Regions from separate parts of the Mus musculus genome. Here region 2 is linked to region 1. The links are chromatin contacts, called in public HiChIP or PLAC-seq maps. All regions are on one chromosome and are shown on one strand. Each heading gives the region's core, a stretch centred on a gene start, on an enhancer-like site or on the middle of the called end of the contact. The rest is flanking DNA. Distances are from core to core; before and after follow the strand shown. Region 1 overlaps Mia2 (MIA SH3 domain ER export factor 2). Region 2 holds the start of Fbxo33 (F-box protein 33).

Evidence for each region. HiChIP or PLAC-seq counts read pairs in DNA pulled down with a chosen protein or histone mark.
Region 2: a contact with region 1 is called in a BATF HiChIP or PLAC-seq map of CD8 T cells, with 6 read pairs. The contact joins the promoter of Fbxo33 here to the enhancer-like site in region 1. A contact is called at or near these places in 2 of 39 promoter capture datasets (the C10 cell line and second pharyngeal arch cranial neural crest), 1 of 15 datasets of contacts at CTCF or cohesin (CD8 T cells), 13 of 484 Hi-C or Micro-C datasets (CD4 T cells, CD8 T cells, the HPC-7 cell line and 7 more), 8 of 115 datasets of contacts at active chromatin or transcription factors (CD8 T cells, the SCID.adh cell line, embryonic stem cells and 2 more) and 4 of 9 other capture datasets (adipose tissue, liver, macrophages and 1 more).

Annotation. Positions count from the first base shown.
Region 1 is chr12:59,159,729-59,164,429 of GRCm38.p6, reverse strand. Mia2 (MIA SH3 domain ER export factor 2) reads right to left here. Exons shown (of 30, transcript NM_001368839.1): 18 at 4,164-4,254; 19 at 1,411-1,549. Among named protein-coding and RNA genes, the nearest start is that of Gm24233, 28 kb to the right of the region's middle. Within about 2 kb of position 1,994, at least 18 of the 459 cell types and tissues checked have an H3K27ac peak or open chromatin away from gene starts, as enhancers often do. A contact at or near this core is called in CD8 T cells, where this site is marked.
Region 2 is chr12:59,216,971-59,221,671 of GRCm38.p6, reverse strand. Fbxo33 (F-box protein 33) reads left to right here and starts at 2,189. Exons shown (of 4, transcript NM_001033156.4): 1 at 2,189-2,812. The coding sequence starts at 2,193.

The sequences.
Region 1 (4,701 bases), core at 745-3,244:
CTGCTAGGTTTCCTAATGAGAAATCTAGGCTATAATTTGTACTTGAAAATCTGCAGTCTCCAGATCAGTACCTCAAGGGTCTTCTCTACCTCCACCTGGGCATCATTATGCATAAGTACAGCCTGGCATCAATAGGTAAGCGCACTGAGGATACACATCTATATGTTCAACAAATACTGACAGGAGACCTACCATTTTCCTCCCAGTTTAGGCACTGGGAATATATATAAAAATATGGTATTTCTCACAGTTGAAATTTATTAGCAGGTGGTGGACACACTTGATGTTCAGGTATTTCTTTAGTTAGGGCAGCCAAGGAAGCGTTTTAAGGTAACAGCTGAACTGAGACCCAAATAAAGCAAAGGATCAAACCATACAAACACAGATGGAGAACACCAACCACTGAAAGCAAAAGCAGCATGCACAAAAGACACAGCTGTGCTTGACACACCAAAACTCAAGAAAGCCAGTGTCCACAGAGAGCAACAAAGAAGAGAAACAGAATAAGCTGCAGAGACAGCTAGAAGGCAAGTTACAGCAGGCAGTGATAGACAAGATGAAGTTTTGCATTCAATCTATTTAAATGTACTTAGGGGGATCTAAGAAGGACAAGGTATGGAACCATAATTCATGTTTTCAGTTATTCTGTGATCGCAGAGAAAAGAAAGCACAGGAAGTTAAGGTGTAAAGATAACATTCATGAGGCCACTGTGACACCAACTACTGCCAATGGTGCTTTAACCAGAGCAGTGGCAGAGGGGAATTGCCACCATGCTAAGGATAAAAAGGCTAACAAGATGAATATGGCATACAAAGGCAGCATGTTAGACACCTGAGCAGCTACCTTGAACACAAGGCAAATGACACTGTCATTTATTAACTAGGACAAGGAACACTGAGCAAGACTAATTGCACAGGAGCAAGGAATCAGTTTTACACGCATCAGGCAGTTCCATCCAAAGAGATCACTCGCATTCCAAGCCCATTTACCAGTGTTAGTTTAAGGCAATAATCTGAAAACTGTGTACTAGACATTAAGGAAGATTCTGTGATAGCTTGGAAATTCAAACATCACTTACACTTTCTTCCATGAAGAAAAATTGGTTTCAAGATCAAGTAATTTTCTTAAAAGTGAATAGTGCAATATAGCTGATAACTTCCAATAATCATAGCGTAAATGCCATGAATATATAACACTTACTTTAGAGCAGCAGTTTTAAGCATGTGAATTAGGAGCCCTTTGGGGGTGCACCTCAGAGATTTACATTACAATTCATAGCAGTAGCAAACTTACAGTTGTAAAGTAGGAACAGAATAACTGGATGGTTGGGGTCAGCACACCGTGGGAACTCTATAAAGGCCACAGCCCTGGGAAGGCTGAGAATCACTACTTATAGCCATTTCACTTACCTGTGAAGTTTCATTTCATTTTCTTGGTACAGCTCGGTTATCACTTTCAGTTTCTGCTGAAGTTTCTGGCTCTCACTTTCAAACTCTGTCTTTTCTGACTGCAAAGATGCTTGTTTAGACTCAAGACTTTTGATATGCTCTAAAGAAATTATTGAAAAGTCATAAGGGAACAAAACTAAGGAAATTTCATAAAAATAAAACCTTATTAAAAATAGACAAGATCAGACATTGCCCTGGGTGATATGGCTGTAGACAATCACTTAAAACAAAACAACAACCCAAACGTCCTCCAGCAACAATGGAAAACCTGTAGGATGCTTTCTTTGCCGAATTGCTTTTCACTATCTAACTGAGATGCTGCACACACTATTTTAAAGACTTAATACTATTAGTATGAAGATCACCACAATCTTCAGCATTCTAATTCTGGCATTTGATTCTCAGTCTGAGTTAGTAGCTCCTGAAGGAAGGCTATGAGGACGAGAGTTTCAAAGGCAAGCATTTCCACTCAGCATTCCCTGTTTCATGTGCTATCTGTTCTAACTAATGAAACAGCACCTCAGTTACACTCGAGCTCAGGCTGGTGGAGACAGCTGAGTGGCAGAGCACGTGCCTAGAATGCACAAAGCCGTGGTGTGCATAAATACCCAGCCCTACTATTTAAGGCAAAATTTTACATATGCTGTAATTCAAGCTAGCTGATAACAAATGCTCATTTCCAGTTTCATGAGAGACCATGTCTCAAACGAGATGGAGACGGGAAAGAATAACAATGACTTTTAACTTTATTTCAACAGCTAAGCTACCTTAAAGAGTGACCATGAGGACATGGCAGAGAGCCACATGGGCCTGAGGACCAGAGTTTTGGTCCCCGGTACCCACAGGAAAGCAGGGTAGCAAAGCAAGCCTGTAAGCCTTATTACTATTACTGCGCTAGGAGGCAGAGCAGGACCCCTGGGGCTCACTGGTCGGCTGTTCTAGACAAATTAGCAAGTTTCAGGATTGGAGGAGACCCTTTCTTCAACAAACAAGGAGAGCAGCCAAAGAAAACACTGTGCATCAATCTTTGTCCTACACACACACACACACAAATACAGACATATAAGAACACACGCAAAAATGAAAAGGCCAAAGTAACTATATATTCCATATAAACCAGCACACCACTACGTTTTTGATATAATTACTTCAGCTCTGAACATCTCTCATATTAAGGGACCACGATGAGAACCTCAGTTCTAATCTCTTCTAAGATCATTTTCCAAAACATGTGTGAATGTATTAGGTTTAAAACTGTAACAACCATGGAAAAGCTTAATAATTAAATGTAATGGTATGTAGTTTTTCTAAAACACCAGTTAATTAAACATACATACCAAAAAAACAGTTTATGTAAATACACAGATAGTAAATGGTACATGTACAGGAAACATCTATACCAGAAAAAAACATATGTCCATCTATGCTGTCAGCCAATTCGAAAAACAGTCACTTAGGAAAGAAATCCATGTTGTATATTCTCTCTTCTATAAATGAGTCACACAATACCAAAGAAATCTTACCCAAAAACACAAATTCTTTTACTTTTATCTACTGTAGTTCATTTGTCTCATACTTTATTTTTCTTAAAAAATTTTTTAAACTTAGTGCAGTGGTGAGGGGTAGAGGGACATGCCTACATGGTCAAGGAGTCAAAGGTCAGAAGTCAACTAGCAAGGGTCAGGGGTCAGTTCTCTCCTTCCACTGGGAACTGACCTCAGGTCGTCAGGCTCAGCAGAGAGGACTTTACCCTTTGAGCTGTCTCCCCATCCCTCATATTTTCTTTTATGAGGGTACTGTACAGGCTAAGCATGGTACTCATGAGCCTATATATACCCTATCATATGGGAAGTTCAGAGAGCAGCGTCAGGACTCCAAGACAGCCTGGGGTTACATAAAAACAACAACTCCAAAAGAAAGACTGTTGTAAATTATTTCAGTGAGGCAGAGACTAGGGGGAGAGATGACTAGAAGGAAATGTTCGTATGCAACAAAAACCAATTAGTGCAAGTCTTTATGCTTACAGAGCTCTGCTTTTCCAGAAACAAATGAAAACTCCTGCTCAGTGGAAACAAGGAAGAAATAGCCCAGCATTTAGTCAGCCATTGCTCCAGCTGCCCAGAGCTTTTCTCTTAGTTCTCAGCATATTCTGTCTCACACAGAGCAGTCAGACCTGTTAGGGCTTTATAATGTTTAATTAATATTGGAAGAGCATTCAACACAGGTTCCTCGCTGTCCTGGAATCAAGTTGATACTTTTTAACAACTAAAACTATACCAAACATATGACACATGTGGTGGTTTGAATGAAAATGGTTCCACAGGCCCTCAAGCCCATAGAGAGTGGCACTTTTAGGAGCTGTGGCCTTGTTAGAGTAAGTGTGTCACTGAGGGTGGGCTTTGGGGTTTCAAATGCTCAAGCCAGTCCCAGTCTCAGTCTCTTCCGCTGCCTGACAATTCAGAAGTAGAATTCTTGGCTCTTTCTCCAGCACCATGTCTATGTGTGTACTGCCATGCTTCCCATCATCATCACAGTGAATCAAACCTCTGAACTCTTAAGCCAGCCCCAATTCACTGCTTTCCTTTGTAAGAGTTGCCGTGGTCGTAGTGTCCCTTTCACAGGGATCAAACACTGACAAGGACACCCTGCAAGACCCCAGAAGCCATCCATCCTCCCAGCCTCTTCAGGAGACACACTCAGTGAGAAGTCCTTACCTGTAAGGTCTTCTTTTACTTGATCCACTTCAGATAACTGAGTGTAAACTTGATTTCGTTCTCCTTCCAAGGCTTTTAAAGAAGCATTTAACTTTAAAGAAGGAATGAAGAAAAAGCAATAGTCAATCACACAATGCACACACGTCTCCCGATACACCCCACATGGCTCTACAGCTGTTTTCACTCAAGGTGACGTAAGCAACCTTCACACTGCACTCTCTGGACTTCTCATACAGATTACCCGAGGACAGGTGGAAGGAATAAACCAGAAGGAAACAAAGCTATTATTTACTTCATAAAATAGGACATGGAGCTATCTATCGGGGTAAGAAAATAATAAAACCAAAAGAAAAACAACACACAAAGGGAACTATGAGATAAATAAACATTTTTAAAGTATTTTTAACTGAAGGAATTACTGTAGAACTTGAAATTTTCTAAATTCTAAAATTATGTGTATTTCTGAAGTTAATATAAAAGCAATTATTTTAATAAAGAAAATCCTAATTTCTCAGATAACCTTATATGGAAAAAAGTA
Region 2 (4,701 bases), core at 940-3,439, 57 kb before region 1:
GTTGCTGGGAATTGAACTCAGGTCGTCTGGAAGAGCAGGCAGTGCTCTTAACCATCTCTCCAGCCCCACATGTAGACTTCCAACAGAAGATGTGGCCCAGGTTAAAGGTGTGTCTTCCTGTCTCAAGATCCAAATCAGGCTTGTCTTTCACCTCAAAGGTCCCAACTAGAAGTAAATCTACCCACTTCAAACCAAGCAGAATATCTTTCACAAGTTTGCCCTCCATTTCTGGATTGTACTTCATTCCAGATATAGTCACACTGGCATCCAAGAATAGCCATAACAGAGGTGTAAACTAAAGTGGAGCTCCAGAAGTCTACGGCTCTCTTCAAAATACTTAAATGACTTTGAAACTGAAGTCCAAATCCAAGTCTTAATTCCCTGATTTACTGTTACCACTTAATGTTCATTGAATGCTTATAAAACGGTAATTACATAGAATTTTACAGACAAGGGTTCAAAGAAATGACCTACCTGGAATACATTTTTTATTCAAAGTACCAACTGAGCTGATGTAAATTTAGAGGTAAAAGAATACTATTATTGAGCCGGGCGTGGTGGCACATGCCTTTAATCCCAGTACTCGGGAAGCAGACGCAGGCGGATTTCCAAGTTCGAGGCCAGCCTGGTCTACAAAGTGAGTTCCAGGACAGCCAGAGCTATACAGAGAAACCCTGTCTCAAAAAACAAAAAACAAAAACCAAAAACAAAAACAAAAAAATACTATTATTGGTAGTTTACTAGGTTCGTGACACCAAACTGTATAAAAGAAATGTGACAGAAGGTCTGCTGTTACATCACAGAGCTAAAGATATCTAGACTAGCTAGTTTCTTAGTGTGGTTTGAAGCAGCAGACATAAAATTTCTTAACCACGCCGGGCGTGGTGGCACACGCCTTTAATCCCAGCACTCGGGAGGCAGAGGCAGGCAGATTTCTGAGTTCGAGGCCAGCCTGGTCTACAAAGTGAGTTCCAGGACAGCCAGGGCTACACAGAGAAACTGTCTCGAAAAACGAAAAGAAAAAAAAAATCTCTTAACCCTTTAGATATCGCTGCTTCCTACAATTTGACTGAGATACTTCGCATGCTGAGAACGTGAAGGGCTGTTTTTAAAATCCCTTTCTTTGGGGGCACCAAACTAAAGAAAAGCTCTCCTCTCCAACTTATTTGTAGGAGTATCAGAGACTATCAAAATAGCTACTTTATTTCATCCATGTTACTTTTGTATACAGGGGTGTGTTGTTACAGAAGTACAGTGGTACACTGAAGAGGTATCCACAGCTCTCTTCACAAACACTTCAATGACTTTAAGAAACTGAAAATTAAAACCTGTCTTAACTTCCTAATTTGATGTTACCACTAAGTGATCGTTAGCTATTAATAAAACATACTAATTATACAGAACTTTTGCAGACAAGGGTTCAGAGAGCATTTAAGTCTGGGTACCAGCCCTCAAGATGAAAATCGTTAGCCATTTTTTTCCTGCCCCTCTAAAGACGAAAGGTGGCGCTGCCGTCACTGGTTCAGCAATGGGGCGTGTGCGGCCTCCGCACGTCGGAAGAGGAAGGTCCGCGTGCCGCCACGATCCGCCTTTCCTGGGAAGCCGATTTTGTCCTGCTCTGAACAAGATGTAAAAAGAAGCCGGCGTGCGAGCCCTCGGGCGCCGCGACCTCAGCCCAGCGAATGAGAAAGCGTCGGGACTTAGCGCAGCACGCCGGGGTTCCGCCTCGAGCACGCTGCAAGGGCCAGACCTACCCGGCGAGGGACGCCCAGAGTGGCCCCGCCCCCACGCCTCTAGCCCCGCCCCGGGTCGCTGACGTCAACGGTCACGTGCCGCGCGATCCAGGCAACCAGGAGCTCCCCCGGTTCCGGAAGTCTCGCAAAGCCGCGCCAGGCTCCGCCCGTCGCCGTGACGTCACTCTCAGTCCCTACCACTACCGAGCCTCCGCGTCCGGGTACCGGGAGAACCACGGTTTCCTCGGAAGCAGCGCGGTCGCCTCCGCATCCCTGGTCCGTTCGAGAGAGGATTTCGAGGTCGTTGCCCGGGCCGGCCGGGGAGCACTTGCTTGCGGTACGGAAAGTCAGCGGCGTGCAGGCCTCCCCGCGCCAGCTTTTCCCCCCTCTCAGCCGGTCCGAGTGCACTTGGTTCCGCCGAGGCGCACGACGGTTCCGCCCCCTTCTTCCTTGTCATTGATGTTGTTGTTCTTGTCAGTGCCGCAACCCCGACCGCCGGGAGCGCGAACCCGAGCCGGGGCCGCCCGGTTGGTGCGGTGGCGGCGGCGGCAGCGGCTGCGGCTGCTGCAGCTGCGCCGGCTGCGGGGGCTGCTGCGAGGACTGCGCAGGCGGCCGGGGACGGGCGGCCGGCGGCCGAGCCGGATGGCTCTGTGCGGGCAGGCGGCCGGCGCCGCGTCGCTGCCCAGCGAGCTCATCGTGCACATCTTCTCCTTTCTGCCGGCGCCCGACCGGCTGCGGGCCTCGGCCTCCTGCTCGCACTGGCGGGAGTGCCTCTTCTACCCAGCGCTGTGGCCCCAGCTCCGCATCTGCCTCCGCGTCTCGCCCGCGGAGCAGCCGCGGCTAGAGTTCCTCATGCGCAAGTGCGGCTGGTTCGTGCGGGAGCTGCGGGTTGAGTTCGCCGCGGAGAATTATCTGAGCGGAGGCGGCGGCCCGGGCGACGGCGGTAGCGGCGGCGGCACCGACACGGGCACCGGAGGGGAAGACGGGGAGGCCCTGCAGCTCTCCTCCCGCTGGCTGGAAGTACTGCGCATCTACTTGGAGCTGGTGTTGTGCGTGCTGCTCAGCATCCGGAACAACAGGTAGGCTTGCGTGGGGACCGAGAGGGTCTGGCCTTCCGCTGGCCTTGGGAAAGATCCCGTGGGGTGTGCCGGCCGGCCTCAGGATGGCCTTGTGTAGGTGCAGCTATCCGTTCCTGACCAGACTATTTCCGGAGACAGAAGAGGTGATAACGGGACTCCTGGAGCGTCTCAGGCATGCTTTCATTCATCCGTTCTTGTCCATGGGCTAGAGCTGCTGGGCAATGCCATTATCTTATGCGTGGGAAAGTTGTGAGTTAAGGGTGAGGCCTGTACAAAAAAATAAGGTGGTTTTCTGATTCTGAATTTGACCATTGGTGATGGGTAATTAATTCATAGTGACGAGGTGAGTAAGTTTCCTTGCTGATGTCCATGATTACAAGAATTAACCTATAAGAATTCTTTAACAGTCCTTTTCTTACCTGAAATAGTTTTACTAGCCTGGGCCATGTCCAAAGACTGGGAGGAGTGCTAGTTAAAATCATTAGGGGAGGAAAATTGTCAGACTTGAAGCCGCATCCCATACACCATCAGGCTGGACTTACTCCCAGTGATTCACACAAAAGTAACGCTACCTAACTTGGGGTGGGATAAAGGAGCTGGGCATACTGTGGGGGTTAAGTATGAGACTCATTGTGCATCAGGACTTTAGTGTAATTCCACCTAGAGCTCATGGCCCATATTCGGACTCCAGCACAGAGTCCCTATGAAAGTCTAGTGCCTGCCAAACCATATTTATATTTTCTTTATCTGGATATTCATTCCAAACTTACAATGTCACTCTTAATTTGGAAGAAAAATAATTGCAGCAGTTTACAAATAATTATTAGTGATTGGACATTCCAACACTGCTAGGGTCAGGGCAGAAAATATTGTACTGTAGAGAGCAGAACTGGGTGCTTACTAGGTCAAGTGATGTACATGCTGTTGTGTGGCAGTTTTCCTCTAAGCAGTGTCCTTCCTTCCACAATCTATATCCCACCATCTTTATGTTAAATAGAGTTGAGAATAGATTGTGATTAATACTAAGTCATATGTGTCATACATATTTTCGTGATCTATAATTAAATCAAGAGTTTAAGCAGGGTGGTGGCAGCACACGCCTTTAAAGCTAGAGCTTGGGAGGCAAAGGCAGGAGGATCTCTGCCTTTGAGGACAACCTGGACTACAGAGTGAGTTCCAGGAAAGCCAGGGTTTCACAGAGAAACCCTGCTTCAAATAGGTTAAACTGTAAGTATTCTAGCCTCATTGTGTATGGAAGCCAGGCATGATACAGATCTGGAATCCCGGGACCTGGGAGCTAGAGGCAGGGAGCTTAAGTGAGTTCAAGGTCATCATCTTGTGCAGAGCAAGTTCAAGGCCAGCATGTGCTTTGTGAACTCCTGCCTCAAGAAACAAAACAAGACCTGGTGTGGTGGTGCACGTCTTTAATCCCAGAACTTGGGAGGCAGAGGCAGGTGAATTTCTGAGTTCGAGGCCAGCCTGGTCTACAGAGTTAGTGAGTTCTAGGACAGCCAGGGCCACACAGAGAAACCCTGTCTTAAAAAATCAAAAAAAAAGAAAAAAAATTATTTATGGGAACAAGGCTCCATTTTTTCCAGTGCCCTGTTTCCTAAGCTTTCACGTGAACCCATTCCACTTCCTTGCTTTGATTTTATCTGTTAAGATAACCAAAGCTAAAATTTTTCTTAATCAGGTTCGGGGCTTTCTCAAAGTTGAGCATAGCTAGAGACCAGCTGATTTGTTCTGTAATCAACCAGCCCTGAAAAAAAAAAAAAAAAAAAGTCGGGAGGGAGGGCATAGTGCCTTTGATTCAAGTAAGAACTTCTCAGTGCCTAGTTCTTTTTGGTATTTTAATCATCTATGGATGGATCTATAGCATATATACACAA